2 separate regions of the Zea mays genome follow, and region 1 is linked to region 2. Evidence: chromatin contacts called from public Hi-C data. All regions are on one chromosome and are shown on one strand. The core of a region is the stretch at or near the end of the contact, and the rest is flanking DNA. Distances in the headings are between cores, read along the strand shown.

Region 1 (5,360 bases), core at 2,501-5,000, 290 kb after region 2:
CAGCTTACTTGACTAATATACACATGTGGCTGGTCTAATAAAGAAAGAAAGAAAAGCAGCAAGGTGGATCAAAAAGAAAGAAATCTTAGAGTGAAAAAATTGTAAGAAAAGGAAAAAACAAAAGGAACAATAATTCACAAGCAAACCTATGCAACAAGAAGATGGAAGTCATGTTCCAGAATAGCAAGCATATGAATCAAATTCTAGTTTTACCGAAATTCTTATGGTATGCTTACACTTCTCTTTTTTCATATAATTAGCATTCTGTGTTTTCAGAGTAACTTGGTATTTTCTTCCCTATTTTCTCAATCTTTATCCCTTCCAGTGGTGAGAGCTATCTCGCTGAGTCACCAAGTGTTTGAAGCAGCCTCTCCGCATTTACGGGGAAGGCTTGCCTCAGTTTATCCTTTCCCCGTACCTCATTCGTGTGGGGGTCTGCCTTTTTTATTTTCTCAATCTTTAAAGATGATGCCTTGTGACCAGGAGATCGCGGGTTCGAGTCGTGGAAAGTGCCTTTTGCACATGCAGGGAAACCCTTCCCTGGAGGCCACACAAGCGCACATGCACCAGGCTGCCCTTTTTATCTTGGTCACTGTATTTCTCTCTGTTTTCAGAGTTCAAACGTTGTTCAAAATATCAGTAATCCTTACTCTCCTTGGAAGGGATAGATGGCTAGGAATTTTAGCAAAACTTCAGTGTAAGTATAGGTAGATGATATAAGTTGAATTGCCTTGACAAATTATAATCTCTAAATTATTTTGTTTGCAGGCTTCATACCGAAGGCCTAGCTTCTATTGGTTGATACAAGTTTTTGTATATGAAATGGGGAAGGCCTTATGTGCAAAAGGATCCACAGTAATCACACTATTTTTTGTGTTAACCATATGCTCTTTGTGGATGGAAGGCTGCTGCTGGTGGATGCAAGCTTTTGTATACGAAATAAGAGATGGAGAACGTTGGTAATATATAAAAGGATCTGAGTTTAACATTTGTCTTTTGTATATGCAAGCTTTTGTAATAGGCTCTCAAATTGCAGCAAACACGTGTAGCTTTGTTCCATTTAATTGCTTTATTAGATGTATGCATTGTCTTCTCTGTTCTTTGTAATTTCTCCTAAAAGAAGCAGCTGCTAACAGTAAGACTTGGGGAGGGAAAGAGAAAAAAACATATGGCTTTGATCCTAGCCATTCATGGCCTTTTGAATGAAACAGATACAGCTACTGCATAGATTCCAGTAGCAGTTGCTACTGTATCTGATCCAGGTCCTAATGTTTTAGCACATTTGTCTGATTCCCTCAATGAACTTTGCTCCGCTCAACGCTACTGCCTAACTCAGAAGCGCGAATTGGAACATCGATGAGCAAGGGGGGCACGAGGTCCGTACCGAATTTGGTGAGGAGGAATGAGAGGACGAGCCCAACAGGGCCAGCTCCGACGATGAGTACGGGCAGATGTGGCGCGTCGCTCCGGCCTCCGCCGCCGGCTAGTGTCGACAAGAGTGGGCTTTGGCAACGGCGGAGCCACAAGAGCGCGCCCCGGTGCGTGGAGAAGAGCCCCCCACGCCCACCTCTGGTGATCGACGGCATAGATGTGATCGATTCGATTGGGGGCGTATGGCCTTCAGCGTCGGTGGTGGAATAGGCTGCAACCTGCAAAAGGGGTTCATGGGTTTAGAAGGGAGAAATTTAGAATTTAACCATTAGGCTCGCTCTAACCATTCCCCCTCTTATCTTCCTCTATTTGTACTTTGTATGCATTTTTAAATAACTTCCCCTCTTTTATTTCTCCCCTTGTTTCACCTCCTCTCCAATCAATTCCCCTATTCGGCTCCCCTTTATACTTTAAGTGGACTATTTGACATTTATATATCAGTTTCTAAAGTTTAAAAAATCATATAATGTTTTTAGTACAGTGACACATTGTTATTTGGTAATTAAAATTAAAAACAATTAATTTCACATTAAATATCATTCTCTATCTCTACTAACTATTAAGACAATAGTGTAGACCATCCTCGTGCCCCCGCCTCCCCTACGAAAGCTGCCTCCGCGCATGCCCAGTGCCGCCCCGCCCTCCCTGCATGCATCGCAGCCTTGCCTTGTGGGGCTCGCCCTCCCCGCATGTCGCGCTCACGCAGCGTCAGAACGCAACCACATGTCGCGCCCCCAAGAACCCCAGTTTCAATTCTTCGGAAGTCTTAGAGCTTGCAGGGACGGGACGGACGGAACGGCAATGCGCAAAGGCGCCGCCTCCGCGCGCGGCTCCGGGAGCACCACGCCGGCACAGCGAAACCTCCTCTCCGCGCGACCGAACTCAGATCTCGCCGCCGCCGAGCTTCAGAAGGACGGCTCCGAGCTCCAGGGGGGGGGCTGCTTTCCGCCGCCGCGACGCACATCCGACCGCTGCCACCGCCGGAGGGGGAGAACTACTGAACTAGGACCGCGGAGCACCTCCACCGCTGCTACTGACGGACACTGCTTCCTTCTCGTGCCTGCAACCGTGGCCCCGGCCCACTCTGTGCAGCAGGGGAGGAGGAGGTCGCCTTGCTTCGCTTTGCTTCTTCTGTCTTCCTCATGAGCGCAGAGCCTAGAGGGTCTCCCTCGGGGCTCAGCAGCTGGCACATGACGCTGGCGCTGGCATCGATATCCATCCGACGAAATTTAGCCGAACCCCGAAGCAAAATCTAAGATTAAGCTAGCGCAACAAGGGGATTAGCAACTGTTATGCTCTGAATAGAAGCGTGGGAAGAGAAGAACCTGATGCAAGTGAGCGAGCGTACCAGTAGAGGAGGAAGAGGGCGGCGGCGGCGGAGCAAGCAGCTTCTGCTGATGAACCCTGTGAACACGTTGTCAATAAGTAAGAAGAGAAAAAAGAAACTAAATAAGCAATTTGAACTCGAGCTCTGTTTTGAAACACAAGGGAACTGGCAGAGAGGGTCTCGTCTCTCGTGGAGCGCATTGGAAGCAGCAGCCAACAGACACAAAATCCTCCACCGTTTACATGGAGAAACACGAATGGCGGTGGCCGGTGGATACAGATCAGCGTCTGCAGCCAGCAGCACCCCTGCCGAAGCCGCGAAGCACTGGGTACGTACGGGGACTCCGGTAGCAGACTAGATCTCATCTCTTGTTTCTTTCTGCGCCAGACCGATAAACGGAATAACAAGAAGAAGAGCACGAACGAAGGGAAGGATGGAGAAGCTTCTGTTTTTCCGCCGCCGCCGCAAGGAAGGAACGGAATCGGTGCCAGAGTTGCAACGCATGCACGCACAAGTAGCATCCGCGGGCATCCCGAGAGCCAAGGCTTTCCCTCCATCGAATTTTCAGCGCCGAATCCAGCGATACAGAGAGGAGGAGGCGCCAAACAGCACAGGAAGGAAGGAAAGGGAGGAGAAAGCGAGGAGGAGGCGTAGCTCACCGGCGGCAGCGGGGCTGGGGAGACGAGGAGGCCCGGACGGATGCGGCGGCCGCGCGCGGGAAGGGAGAGGGATGAGGGGCGGCGGCGGCGGCGGCGGCGGCGGCGTCTGGTGAATGGTGTTGGTGGTGTGCGGCTATGCGCAGGGAGGGGGGAGATGGGAATCGAGCACGCGAGGTGAGGGGGCAGCCGGCGGCGCAGCAGCGCAGGCGGCATATAACTATAAAAATAATCTCTACTAACCATCCTCGTGTCGCCGCCTCCCTACGAAAGTTGTCTCCGGGCATGCCCAATGTCGCCCCCACCCTCCCTGGTCCTGCATGCATCGTCAGTCTTGCCTTGTGGGGCTCACCCTCCCCGCATGTCGCGCTCACGCAGCATCCACATGTCGCGCCCCCACACCGCCATCTGACGCAGCATCATCCCCTTCTATCCTCATATCTCTACTATTTCTTAAGAACAGAGCGTAGGTGTCCACACCGGTATAGTGCATGGTTCTGCCTCCCACCCCCGACATCCTCCGCTCCGCTCCAATCCTGGATGGTGGTCGCACTTTCATCGCCGCCATTAACGGTCTCATTCCCACGTCCGCGGCCGCCCCCGCAATCAACTCCAATGCCCCCGCAATCCCTTTTCAATCCCGGCGCTCACCTTCCATCGACGAAGCGACTCTTCCTCGCACCTCGTTATGCCCACCCCGACCATGACAAGTGGCCCTTAATGGCAGCGTCCCCCCTGCACTTCCTCGCGCTTGCGTCCCAACAAACACCTCTCCATCTAGGGTTGTCGCCGCCCGATCCAGCAGCCATGGTGACGCCCCTCTGCCCACCCCTGCCGCTACGAGAACATTTAGGTTGTCGGTCGCACGGTTCCCCGTGCAACGTGTCCCTTCTCCTCCGTCACTGCCCGACTCCCTCGCGTGGACAGCGTCGCACAACACAGGAGAGCGGGCTGCTGCTTCGTTCCGGGTCAAGGTGAGCCTCCCTCTCCCTGATCTGACACGAAGTGTTGAGCGTCTCGTGGGCGTGCTCGTCGTCGTGGAGGTCGAGCCAGCACTCGAGCGGCTGTCCGGAGGCGACGCGCGCGGCGGTAACAGATCCAGCCTAGGTCAAGGTGAGCCCCCCTCCCCCTGATCGAGCACGAAGTGATGAGCGTCTCGTGGGTGTGCTCGTCGTCGTGGAGGTCGAGCCAACACTCGAGCGGCCGTCTAGACTACAGTCCGAGCTGCTTAGAGCTCTCCTCGCGTGGGACTGTGCCCATTAGCATTTCATCGAGCACATGAATGCTTATGGTCGCTTAACTGCTCCGATTTGTAGGTTGTGGTCCATATCCGGTCGCTTAGCAGCACTAAGGTGTCGCTGCAGGGGAAGACGCGGTGCGTTAGATATGAATAGAATCAGAGCCTTACCTAGATTGGACACCTGAGCCCGATTCACTTTCGACCTTGACACGGACGAACATGTCACGCATGTCTCATGTTACTCTCGCTTCTCAATTTAGCATTCGCCCTTCTTTCCTTCTGCTGACTTTTTTTGTGTTGACTGTGCAAAAATGTGCAACTTCTCCGTTTTCGTGTTGTTCATGATGATGGACTTAATTGGGAGATTATTTGACGGACTCAAAATTCAATCAAGAAGTTTATGTGAGCAGTTTAGTATCTGAATTTTGAACAAGGATAACCATTAGGATGGCATGTTCAAGGTTGTCGCGGTGCCCATGGTGGAGAACTGCATAGTTAGCTATAAGAGCCGCATTCTTGCTTACAGACAACTAAATTGTAGGTTTAAGTTGTTGATCGCTGTTGTAAATACTCAAGTTATAAGATTGCAGTGTTATGGGTTTACCTTTCAATTAATTACAAATTTGTCTACTTCTGCTAGACAGGAAGCGAAAAATTACAATGCTTGGTGACATAGAAAATGGAACACGGAGGAACAACACACTAG
Region 2 (5,336 bases), core at 2,581-5,080:
GCATTCCTGGAGGATGTACGACATCGCCTGGAGCAGGCTCAGGCTGTACAGAAACGGTTCTACGACAACAAACACCGGGCGGTGGCCTACAACGTGGGGGACTGGGTCCTGTTGCGTCTCCGCAATCGGCCGGTGGCGTCCATGTCCCTGGCACAGAAGGGAAAGCTGCAGCCCAGATTCTTTGGGCCCTATTGCGTCACTGAAATCATCAATGACGTCGCGGTTCGCCTAGCTCTACCACCAAAGGCCAAGATTCATGATGTGTTCCATGTGGGGCTCTTGAAGAAATGGGTGGGCGCACCACCGACCTCTCCCCCGGAGCTTCCTGAGCTGCTCCATGGAAAGGTGATACCCGAGCCGGAACGGGTGGTGCGTTCCCGCCTCGCAAGGGGGATAAAAGAGGTCCTGGTGCGTTGGAAGGGTCAGCCAGCCTCCGCTGCAACTTGGGAAGACTGGGAAGATTTCAGCGCCAAGCACCCGTCGTTTCAGCTCGAGGACGAGCTGCCAGTCGAGGGGGGGAGAGATGTCATGTGGGGCCTCCCCTATAACCGTCGGAGGCGCGCAAGAGACGGGAGGCGCGCTGCAGAAAGAGCAGCAGCCAGTGCCACGTCAGCAGCAGAAAAGGAAAGCCAAGAAATCAGTGGCTAGAAGAAGGAAAGAATCAAAGGACATGCAGCCGCCACCTCTATAGAAGGAAGGGCGGCTAGAAGAAGAAATAATCATAGAGATCAGTTTCCTTTTAGTAGAGATCCTAAATCAGAGGGATTAGTTTCCCCTTTTGTTACACCGTAGGCTATAAAGCCTTGTAGCTGGCTCCTTTGAGAGACGAGCAATAACACAGTTATTTCCTCCATTCTCCCTACCACTCTCAAGCCTTCGGAAGAGGGGTAAAACCTCACCGGAGAAGACGGACCGAGGGTACGACCTACGTAGCCGAGGGCCCCCTTCCCTAGACTCTAAGGCCCTTGACACTACATCACTCGGTTGCCTAAAAGGGAGAGAGCACAGAATGTGAAAGATTTCAGACCAATTAGTATCGTACACAGTTTTGCTACATTGGTCACAAAGCTTTTGGCTAATAGGCTTGCTGGAAAACTGCAGTAAATGGTTGCCCCAACCCAGTCTGCTTTCATCAAGAAACGGTTCATACAGGACAACTTCATGTTAGTGCAACAAACAGTCCATTTTCTTCACCGAAAGAAACAGCCCTGCATTCTTTTCAAATTAGATATTACAAAGGCTTTCGACTCAATATCTTGGGCTTTTTTATTGAAGTCGTGAAGAAGTTTGGATTTGGGCAGATTTGGTGTGATATTATTAGTGGGCTGTTGGCTACCTCTTCTACTCAGATTTTAGTCAATGAGATTCCAGGTGAGCGTATTCTGTACCAAAGGGGGCTGAGGCAAGGCGATGCCCTCTCGCCTATGCTCTTTATTTTAGTAATGGATATTCTATCACAGCTGATTCAGCAGGCGTCTGAGGAAGGTCTCTTGCAACCATTGTCCTCAAAACCATTGCAACATCGCATTTCTCTTTATGCGGATGATGTGATGATTTTCCTGCGGCCCGACCCTCCTGACATAAGTTTGTTGCTGAACATTCTTCAACTGTTTGGTACAGCTTCAGGCCTCAAAACTAATGTCCAGAAAAGTAATGTGCTTCCAAATCATTGCTCAAGTGATACGGTTGTTGTGGCTAAAAGTATGCTTCCTTGTGAGTTCTCTGCTTTCCCTTGCACCTATCTGGGCCTCCCCTTAGCGTTATATAAGTTGCCTCGATCCCAGATCTGTATGTTGATCAATAAAGTGGCATCCATGCTCCCAGGGTGGAAAGCTGAGATGATGAACCGAGCTGGCAGGGCAGTATACGTTCAGTTTGTTATGACTGCAAAAATAATTTATACTGCAATGGCTATTGATTTGCCTTACTGGGCCATCAAGGAAATTGATAAACTCCGAAAAGGCTTTTTGTGGAGGGGCAGAAAAGAGGGTAATGGAGGGCTCTGTTTGCTCGTGTGGCCTAAAGTTACTAGATCAAAGGAACTGGGTGGTCTGGGGCTGCATGATTTAAAATCGTTATGCTGGGCTCTTCGGGTTAGATGGCCTTGGTTGCAAAAGACTGAGTCTAATAAACCTTGGACCGTTTTTTCTACTCATTCTAGTAAAGAGGTTCAGAAGCTCTTTGAGGCGGCTGTGGTTACAGTAGTGGGGGATGGTACCAATACACTCTTCTGGAAGGACAGATGGTTAATTGCAATAGGAGTGTTAGTAAGATTGACCCCTCTTGTAGCCATGGTCCCTAGAAGAAGGATCAACAAAAGGCTGGTCAGTGATGCCCTAACTTTTAGAGTGTTGCTGGAATTTTTTGAGCTGTATCATGTTCTTGAGGATGTTGTTCTGCAGCCTGGAGTGCCTGATTCTCACTTGTGGAAGTTTTCATCATCTGGATCTGTTATGACCGACAGCCTAGCTGCCCTAATAAAATCAGTTAGTTTGTTTAGATGGATAACTATCAGTTAGTTTGTTTAGATGGATAGGGATAAGGAGTTTGTTTAGATACATAAGGATTGGGTTTGTTAAGATATTAGATAAGGATGGCTGCTATCTCAGCCCTATAAATGTACCCCTTCAATCAATGAAAGATTAAGCAAGCAAATCATCTTGCTAGGCTTCCCCCTTTCCTTGTGACTTGCATAGTTGGATAGAAGCCACATATGCAATACATTCATCCAAATTGTTTTGCTTAGAAATACATACATCATTAAGTAAACAACTGCAACACAACATCCTCGAGCTACATGTATCAGCAATTCAGCACAGAGGAAATTGGAATAGAGAGTCAATCGACTTGAAGCTCACAAGAAGTTTAATAGGATTGGCAGGAACCCACATAAAACATGCAATACGCCACAGCACCAAAGTATCTAGAACCTCCCCTGAATTAAAGGGTTTAGGGTTTCTAGGGACTAATTTTTAGTCCCTCTATTTTATTCCATTTTTGTCCCTAAATTGCTAAATACGGAAACTAAAACTATAATTTATTTTCTGTATTTGACAATTTTGGGCTACAATGGAATAAAATGAAGGTACTAAAAATTAGTCCCTACAAACCAAACACCCCTAACTACACCTATAATACTCCAATTTCGCACTACAGCACCAATAAGAATCTTAATACTACCAATTACTCAGCCAATTCAAGAATCATACCGTTGCCCACCCGCCATCGTTAACAGATGAAACCTTCACACGGTTGCTCGTATCATCTCCCTCCTCATCCTCAGCCACGCATCCCTCGCCGCGCCCCACAGGGGGCGGCGGCAGTGGCGCGCTGGTGTCCTCGTTCAGCACGATGCGAAGGCCATCATCGCTCTCATCATCGCTGCTGCTGTAGCCCTCGGTCCCGTCGCCCAAATCCACCGCCTCGTTCTCGTCGGGCTCCGGGAACTCCCCCTCGCCGTCGGTGAGGGGGTCGGAATCCCTCGCGTTTGAGCCGCCACTCTCCCCTGCGGCAGCGAGCGCGGCGGCGACCTGCTCGTCGAGGTCCGCGTAAAGGTCCTCGACGTCGTCGACATTGTTGTCGTTGGTGGATACACCGAAGGCGGCGGCCGCGTCCAATGGGTCAGCCATAGAGCGGCGCAGCAGCAGAGGGAGCACGTGTGAGGTACTAATTGCTAAGAAATTGGTGGCGCGCGGACGAAGGTTGCACAAAAACCTTGGACCTAAAACCCTAGAACTTGTGGGGGCATTCAGGCTAGTGGCAGTGGGTGCCCAGATTGCCGATAGGACCTGAAGTGCGGCGTTGTCTCAAACTTCTCAAGGGTGACGGGCCGCATTCATACGGATATTTTGGGCTCCGGTAAATGCTACAGGATTCTGCAGATTTTTCGTGAAATTGAATGGATTCAAAGGGTGGGGCAAAATTTTAGACTTGATTTGAACTCAATCTAGTTGCTTGTTTGTTAACTTAAATTACTAAGAGTATACGCAAATTTTACTCTTCCCTCTTTAGAGCATATCCAAGAGACTTTTTATTTTTAGCTCTTTGTTTGACTGTCTATTTAGGTAGTGTTTGGTTCCAGAGTCTATTTGGATGGAATGGCTCCGTTCCAGATTCTAAGAACAGAATGGCTCCGTTCTGTGTTTGACAGTTAGAACAGAGTCACTCTATTTTTTTGTTTGGTTCTAGAATGAAGTAGAATGGAACAACCCATTCTGTGTTCAATTATAGAGTGGATAGAATAGATCTTCTCCATATATATACACAAAAATAATAATATTACTAATTCAAACAAAAAATAATATAATTACAATACGTATATGGTTTTCACGGTCATAAATGTGGAGATAAAAAAATTATAATACTTTAAGCTATTAAAGACTAATGAGTAATGACTAGATTTGACAGAACAGCCCGCACGATTTACATAGTTTAGAACAGAGACGCTACGACGGGAGGGGAGAGAACAGGGGCACAGCCCCACGCTGCGACTGGAGAACTCGAGCGTATAGGTTCGAGTGTTTTTCTGGAGCCCAGAGATGCAGTATATTGAATGAATATTCTCTTTTTGGAGCCTATCGATTCTACGTAGAATCAAACCAAACACGCTATATACTATAATAGAGTGGCTCCATGACCCTATACTCTGGATCCAAACGCTACCTTATATCCAACAGACTATTTATCTAGTTTTACTAATCAGATGGCTAGCTAAATTTAGCTAGTGAGAGCTAATTTAGATAATCAGATAGCTTAACGAGTCAGATAGCTAGTCTGTTACAGAGTTATTTTGTTGTTGAATAGTCAATATTTGGCTTAACGAGCTATTTAACTAGTTTTTTAAGATGCTCTTAAGGATTAGTTTGGAAGAAAGGGTGCTAAAACAAGGGAGCGAAAACCTCCCATTTTAAACTAAATTTTTTATTTAAATAGAATTGCTATGGATTGCTCATCGTAGGAAAAGACAGGGATCCTACGGGCACGGGGCAGATCTTTCAACAAATCAGCGTTATCATAGAAAAAATTCACTTCAGCATTCGAACCAAATTTAGATATATTCAAATATTATGCAACCAATGAAACAATCGTCAAAGTCATGAGCCGCCAATAACCGGTTTGATGTATAGCATATAGAAATTGTTTCCTACGATAAAAACCGGCAGTCTGTAATTAAATTATGTATCGTGTATGCTTTCAATATCTCCCTATACTGGATCACAACAACCCGGTTCAAAACTTCAATGCAGCAATCTGTCAACTTTGGAGGTACAATGGTGGAACAGATGAAACATTGTTGCTTGATGCTTCGCCTAATCTCAATTCCAATCAATGGCGTT

The links. A called contact is a pair of places that touch in the nucleus more often than the background predicts.
Region 1: a Hi-C map of tassel shows a contact between it and region 2, with 2.8 times the contacts expected there. The contact joins the promoter of LOC100126935 here to the promoter of LOC111828497 in region 2. A contact is called at or near these places in 3 of 25 Hi-C or Micro-C datasets (ear, leaf and tassel).

The regions. Positions count from the first base shown.
Region 1 is chr1:49,957,286-49,962,645 of Zm-B73-REFERENCE-NAM-5.0, forward strand. It overlaps LOC100126935 (FAD/NAD(P)-binding oxidoreductase family protein), which reads right to left and starts at 3,751. Exons shown (of 13, transcript XM_008656813.3): 1 at 3,658-3,751; 2 at 2,780-2,835; 3 at 1,385-1,649. The coding sequence starts at 3,736.
Region 2 is chr1:49,663,096-49,668,431 of Zm-B73-REFERENCE-NAM-5.0, forward strand. LOC111828497 reads right to left here and starts at 3,831. Exons shown (of 9, transcript NM_001360189.1): 1 at 3,210-3,831. The coding sequence starts at 3,629. It overlaps LOC100273099, which reads right to left. Exons shown (of 8, transcript NM_001147548.1): 8 at 5,099-5,336. The coding sequence ends at 5,326.